Linked DNA regions of Oryzias latipes: region 1 is linked to region 2. Evidence: chromatin contacts called from public Hi-C data. All regions are on one chromosome and are shown on one strand. The core of a region is the stretch at or near the end of the contact, and the rest is flanking DNA. Distances in the headings are between cores, read along the strand shown. Region 1 holds the start of LOC101164317 (cyclic AMP-responsive element-binding protein 3-like protein 3). Region 2 holds the start of fbxl17 (F-box/LRR-repeat protein 17).

Region 1 (3,395 bases), core at 711-3,210, 600 kb before region 2:
ATTTTAGTAGTAGAAAAAAATCTCAATAATGATAATTTGATGATCAGACTTTGTTTTTTTGTTTTGTTGTTGAAGTCTCTGCATTCACATGCTTTAAATTTAGCATATTGTAAAATGTTTGTTAAACCTGTTCTTGAAGGCAGTTCTTACAATCTAGATGTTTGTCTTCACAGTTTTTCCGGGCTCTTTATCTTGCGGTTGAATTTACCTTAAGACTTTTTTTTCTATGCTGTTACTTGAAGTGACTGCATCACGTGTTGAGAGGATAAAGTTGTTAGATGCTTTTTTTTGCTATATCTCCAACAGCATGAAAACAACATCATCCATCGAGACTTGAAGGCAGAAAATATCTTCTACACCAGCACCTCTTGTGTCAAGGTCGGGGATTTCGGATTTAGCACTTTGAGCCACCGTGATGAGACTCTCAATACATTCTGTGGCTCTCCGCCTTATGCTGCTCCAGAACTCTTTCGGGACGAGCATTACATTGGGGCCTTCGTAGACATCTGGGCTCTCGGGGTGTTGCTGTTCTTTATGGTGACGGGTACCATGCCATTCAGGGCAGAAACTGTGGTCAAACTGAAGAGGTGCATCATGGATGGGGCTTACATTATGCCCACTTGGGTACCGGAGGCGTGCCAGAGGTTGATCAGGGGAATCCTTCAGCCCGTTCCATCTGACCGCTGTACTGTGGAACAGATGATGAGCAGTGAGTGGCTGCTCCCTGTCGACTTTCCACGTTCCTTAGATCCATTCAGCCTAGACCCAACCCATCTAGCAGAGAGTGATCCGTCTGAATTGCGGGAGGAGGAGCTGGAGATAAAGACAGCACTGGAAGCATTGGGAATCACGTCGGAGCACATCCTGAACAACCAGGGGAAAGACTGTCGAAGTTCCATCACTGGGGTCTACAGGATCCTGCTTCACCGCGTTCACAGGAGACGCGCTGTTGACATTGTGCCTGCTGTCACGCGGAAGGTTGCTCCAATTACAGCAAGCAAAAAAGAAAGACTGAAGGTGTACAGAAGTTTACGGCACACATCAAAGCTCTGTATCATTCTGTGACAATTATGTAGCACTTTATTCTTGAAGTTCATTGACTTGACAAAATAGCACAGCTATCTTAAAAAAATAAAAAGTGCTTTTATTGACAGCTAAGAATTGACTTAGTTTGACATAAGTCACATTCACCGCATAAAACTTGTTATTTCTGATGCTAGTAAGTGCTATTGATGTTTTCTTATCCTAAATGTGCTGTATTTAGGTAAACATGGTGATAGCATACATAAAACATAATTTAATGCTGATTAAAATTTTCTAGAAGTTATTTGTTATGTCCTCAGGTTTGCTGTTATAACAAGATATAAAATAAACCAAGTAGAAATTAAGGAAATATAATTTCCTCATAAAGTGTAAGACAAAAGTTAATTTATAGTCTGTGCAGAATGTGACTTGATTACTTACTTGCAATTTTCCGATATGCCTTAGTTTTGTATACATTCTGTTCATGAATATTTGTGTTAAAACTAAAGACTTTAAACTTTATGTAATGGCAAATGTCTTTACAAGATGTTATTGCTGTGTCTTTGGTTTCCTTTGTACGTGATATTGTTTTGGCATTGCAAGCCTAATTAGAAAACAGTTTTAATAATCTACTACTAGCAAATAAATTTCTTAATTTATTAGACTTTTTTTTCTTATTCAATAATTTCTTTTTTTTACATTATTCATTGACATTTACATCCTAATGTACTGACTGAAATAAATAACAGAACAAGTCTTGGCAGACTCGAGACTTTGTATTTAATAATAAAATTTAAATTAAGTGATATAAACTAACGCGGTGTGATAATGTGCGGAAAACGCATGTATGGTTAGTTTTGAACTACATTTCCCAGAGACGTTCCCAAACGACCACGTCTTCAAGATCACTTCCGCTTTTGCGTGATGACGCATTTTTTGCCTTGTTGGAAGGTGGTTTCGGGAGGAAATGCATTGACCGAAGACGCTAGCAAAAGAGAATAGCTGCCTGCAGAACCTTGTATACGTCCGGAAGCTGTTAGTCGAGTCGAGTTTGTCTCTAATAAAAACGGTAAGACTTATTGCTTTTTCGGGACAAACATTTTTTTTAGGTTTAAGTTTTGTAGTTATTGTAACTCGAGGTGCCACGCCCTCAGTTAGTATCTTGTGATTATTATGAAGATTAAGAACGAAGAACACTCTCGTTGTTGGTCTCGTAACGTGTTTTCTGCACTCAATCTTAAAGAAAGCCTTTTGGAGGCATTCAATCCACTATCTTACAAATATTTTGTTTGTATTCAGCAAATAATTTTACAGATACAACTCTGGCATTAGGTTTTGCTCTAGTAGTTCATTTTCATTTTAAGTAGTAAAAAAATCTCTGCATCCGAACTAAGCTCTTGCTTTGACATTTAAGGATATGAATAAATTAATGCAAAAACATTCTTGAAATCTAAACGCTATTTATTTGTTTTGAAAATTAAAATAACACCAAACCCACTGACAGAGGAAGGGGGGAGGGGCACAACACAGGATGAGATCATCATGGGACTGTAGTGGTGATGCAATACCCGGATGTAAACATACTAAACAAAAGAGTTGTCCGCGTGGACAAATTTACTTTTGTGCAATCCCGGAAATAGGTGCTCCTTATTTGTCAAGACCGTAATCTAAACACGGGTTGTGTAAATAAAAAGACGTAGAGAGCATGCGTCAAAGCCTCGTTGTTCAACAGCAGGAGCATGGCCGTCAATCAATGAAGACGTTCGAGGAAAAATGAAGTACATTCAAATCCCAATAATTATTGTTGTTACAAGAATGGGTTGATTATCATCTTTTTAATTCGCAAAATGTTTGATCACAAAGTGCAGAAAGGTTGGGCAAAATAGATCAAATATTACCATGAGTGCTGTGACCTTCTGGTACTAAGTGACATCAATAAACGCTTAATGTCTGATAGGCTAATCTTAATCTACATAATCTGCAAGTTTTCAATTTACAGAATTGTTAAATTGTGATGCAAGTCGCGTTTTGGCTTTAGTCATTACAGAAAAACAAAGGGTTGCAGAATGGATTTATTTATTAACTGATTATTTATACTAATGGTTACAATCTGTGTCTTCGTTTTCTAATAGATGTCAGTCCCTGAAGAGCTTTCAGACATGGATGAAGCAGATCTGTTGGGTCTGCTGCTCCAGAATGGAGAGAATGGCTCCACTGAAGACTTCTTTTGTGATGATAATGGCCTCTTTGAGTCCTGGCTCTCAGAACCAGATGTAAGACTTTTTAAAGGTTCTATTTACTTATTTTAAATTAATTTATTTGCATGTTTTTCCCCAGATATTTTAAGCAATAAATGTGTAGTACTGTCAGGT
Region 2 (3,817 bases), core at 246-2,745:
TTAGACAAAAACTTTTCAGGGTTACTTCAAAAATATTGACATTGGCAATAAAAAAAGCAAAGTTAAGTTAACATTTATGTCAGCAGAGGATTTCATGTTTAACTTGAGAAAGAGGTTGACAGTAACCTGGAAATAAATGACAAGCCAACTGATTGACCCAGAAGAACTCTGCATTCAGGCTAAAATATAGGCTTGGTTAATTGGTCCAGTCATGTGACAGAACTGAGTAGTAAATCATTCCATTCACAATTACAGGTTGTGTATAACTATCACAGAAAAATGGAATTAAACATTATACAACTTTTTAGAGCTTATTAGAGGCCACGTAGAAAGTTTGGTTTTACTGGGAATCTTCCACGAATGAATGTGGAAAACATCAAATAAAAGAAACTCTGGAAATAAGATCTTTTCCAAATGAAATTCCTTTTATAAACAATTTTTTTTATTTTAACATAAAATGAATGTTTTTTTTAATCAGTTTTTAAAAATTGGACTGTGGTTGTACAAAGCCTGAAGAACACCAATTAAAAAGGCTGTGAAACAAACAGCACTCCCTTACCTCTGAAACATTGCTTCTCTCCATCTATTCACCACAGCCCATAATAACATGACTGCTTTGGCCAATTTTATAAGAGTATATTTTATTGCTGCTTTGATGTTTGTTTTCAACTATGTCACTATTTTATTTAAAGCGACCTTGAGTTTCAAGAAAGACAATTTATTATTATTATTATTATTATTATTATTATTATTATTATTATTATTATTACTGTGTATTAAAGCTAAATATTGCATACAATGTTTGATTACACACAAGATTAAGGTTTCCATAAATAAACGGCTTTTTTCCTGTAAACTGCTAAGTTCTTCCAATGAACAAAAATGAAAAGGGAAATCCTTAATTGACTTATCAATCAGGTTTTTCTCAACTTTTGACATTGACTGCAACTTTTGTGAGTCAAAGTTAATGTGATAGAAATTGGCCATCGGTTTTAATGCCTAAACTGCTCGTCCTCCTTGTCGAATCTGTAAACAACGAGAGCTCCATCCATGCATCTGCTGCTCTCGACTGCTGCAAACACAAAGATGTAGACACTGAACAGGTGGTCGGGTTTTACCACACACAAACAAAGCAGCCAAACGCTTATCCCACACTTTGCAAAATGATAAATATCCGCTCACAGTTTCAAACTCCTTTGGAGACAACAGCTAGGAGCCCTCTGAGAGGCTAACCTGCTCCTCCATCATCAGACAGATGCTAAGCTAGCTGTTCTCCTCCAACATGGAGCAGCTCTCACCACTTGACACGCTGCTCCCTCCGTCCGGACGCTCTTCACATAATACTGCGCGGGTTGACGGTAGCGGTGAGCGCTGACACGGAGAAAGGCGGCCGCAAACACACAACCGCCGAAGCGTCTGTTCAGACTCCAGCAGCTTGGCTCTGCTGCACTTGAGCACAACACTTCCGCAGCGAAGGGGGGCAGAGCTACAGAAGCCGGCGAGGACAATTTCGACAGCAAACTTGCTTAATAACAGGTAGAAGAATCCCAGACGACTGATGATCAGATGATTAAGAGGGTGACATTTTTCCATCACCTGTAGATTTGTATTTATTACTCGTTTAATCCTGGGAGTAATTTTATTGTTTCAAGAAAAATATCACGCAGAGAGTATGCAAATTGGACTTTGAATACACAAAGTAAATATAAAATGTGAGAGACCGGGATTTAATCGGATACAATAAAAATTTCATAGGATGCAAAAAATCATCCTGAAGATACCAAAAAGGAACCAACCAAATAAAGATGTATTTTTGTTGTATTACTCCTGTCCAGCTGCTTCTGTGTTGGACAGTTAACAATCTGGTTCATGCATGTTGTTTACATGGAAGGTGCACGTCAATATAAACCTCTTTTATATTCGAAGAAATGTCTTTTGTTTTAGGCTCTAGACCTTAAGAAAAAGAATTTGATGCTAAACGATGGTGAAGAATATGTATAGAGAGAAATCGTTGGAGAAATAAAAGAACAGAAAAACATTTACCTGGAGAAAGAAATGAGAGAAGTAAATAGAAAAATGACACACAACCAAAGATGAGCAAGGATTAACAAATGTCAGTTATACAAAATTGTGCTTTTGTTATCCACACACAACATACATATCCACTCTAAATTGTGCCAGATGAAAAAAGCATTTTTACACAAAAAAATATGAAGAAAAAAGACAAACAAAATGGTGATACAGAAAGAGAAACATAAAAACACCTTCTTCAAACTCAACAAACTATAACAAGTGGGAAAAAAAACATTTCATATTTAAAAATAGAAACAAAACCTTCATGCAAAAATCTATAACTAAAGTATACATAAAACACGCATTGCCCTCAACCCCCCACCAACTCCCATTGTGAAACATTAAATAGCTTAAATAAGAACAGGAATAGAAATGTGGTTTAATGAAGGCATTACAGGGCTGCACGGTGGTGCAGTGGTTAGCGCTCTTGCCTCACAGCAAGAAGGCCCCCAGTTTTAGTCCTGGCTGTGGGACCTGAAACACAACACCAATGGGGACCTTTCTGTGCTTCATAGGTTAACTGGTTACTCTAAATTGTCCATAGGTGTCATTGTTTGTGTGTATGGGTGTGTGATCTGTGACCCTGCGACAGACTGCCAACCTGTCCAGGATGTCCCCTGCCTTTGCCCAAAAGTGGCCAGAAACGAATAACATCTGTTGATTTCCTGATCTCTGTTGTTTTTCTAAAATGAAATTGTTGTATTTTGTGTGTCATACACTTTTTGCTCTACTTGTAAAAAACACGTTTTTTTATGATGTATTACTTTACAAGTGTTATACTGTGAAAGCATTCTGTTAAAGTCCTGCAAGACATCATTTGTACCCCAGTTTCCCCAGGATTTGTGTGTTCAGAGAAACTAAACAACACATATTTTCAAACACATTTCTGCAATTTAAAACAAAAATACAAAGCTTGTATAATTGTATGTAGGAAAATGAAAAAAAATCAATCATTTGGGTATCTATTTTGAATCTTAGTTTAATTAAATAATAGCTTTACTGTAGACTTCTTTTAACCTAATAATAATGAATATTTATAGTTCATCATACAGTCTGAGAAAACCTTTCTTTGTTACATTTGGTTAAATGTATGCCAACTAAACTAATGTAAAAAAGCAAAAACAAATAAAATAAATAAATGATAAACAGTTACCATATGCATTTTAATATTGGTGAACAAAAATAAATTTCTGTTAACAAGTTGAACAAGAGATAAGATCATTTTATTTAAAAGGTTTACAACACAAAGGAGATTTTAAACAGTGTTAACAGAATGATAATCAATCGCTTCTGTGCACTAAAAGCGCATATTTTTCAGTGCGTCTGTGTGCGCGTGCACGCAGAGTTATGGGCGGAAACGTGCAGTCTGGCTGCAGCTTTTCCAGCCTGAACGGCAACTCACAGAATAACACGCAGTGTCGGGAAGCAAGAAGGAAAAAAATGGCTGCAACTGTTCCACCAGTAACCCGACAAATAACCAAAGACAGCCACAGGAAAAAAACTGAAAACCCGCCTGTAGATCTGCAAGAGGCGCAAGACTGCTTGATCTACGACCGACACGGAGTCTCCATTCCGTTCAAGTCCTTATATCAAGACAGGAAAGTTATCATCGTTTTTGTTCGGGTAGGAAAAAACTGTTGCTGTTCTTTCTTATTTTGTGAAAAACTCTTTCAGGCAGGCTGGACATGAATTAGATTAGAAAACCTAACGATGCTCAGAACTTCTTATCCAGGACTGGAGAAAA

The links. A called contact is a pair of places that touch in the nucleus more often than the background predicts.
Region 1: a contact with region 2 is called in a Hi-C map of embryo, with 2.5 times the contacts expected there. The contact joins the promoter of LOC101164317 here to the promoter of fbxl17 in region 2. A contact is called at or near these places in 2 of 5 Hi-C or Micro-C datasets (embryo and fibroblasts).

The regions. Positions count from the first base shown.
Region 1 is chr9:8,384,989-8,388,383 of ASM223467v1, reverse strand. It overlaps LOC101164317 (cyclic AMP-responsive element-binding protein 3-like protein 3), which reads left to right and starts at 1,960. Exons shown (of 10, transcript XM_004072304.3): 1 at 1,960-2,092; 2 at 3,156-3,296. The coding sequence starts at 3,156. nim1k (serine/threonine-protein kinase NIM1) reads left to right here. Exons shown (of 8, transcript XM_020705799.2): 8 at 307-1,787. The coding sequence ends at 1,065.
Region 2 is chr9:7,788,762-7,792,578 of ASM223467v1, reverse strand. fbxl17 (F-box/LRR-repeat protein 17) reads right to left here and starts at 1,495. Exons shown (of 11, transcript XM_004072302.4): 1 at 1,299-1,495. aaed1 (thioredoxin-like protein AAED1) reads left to right here and starts at 3,440. Exons shown (of 6, transcript XM_004072216.4): 1 at 3,440-3,696. The coding sequence starts at 3,514.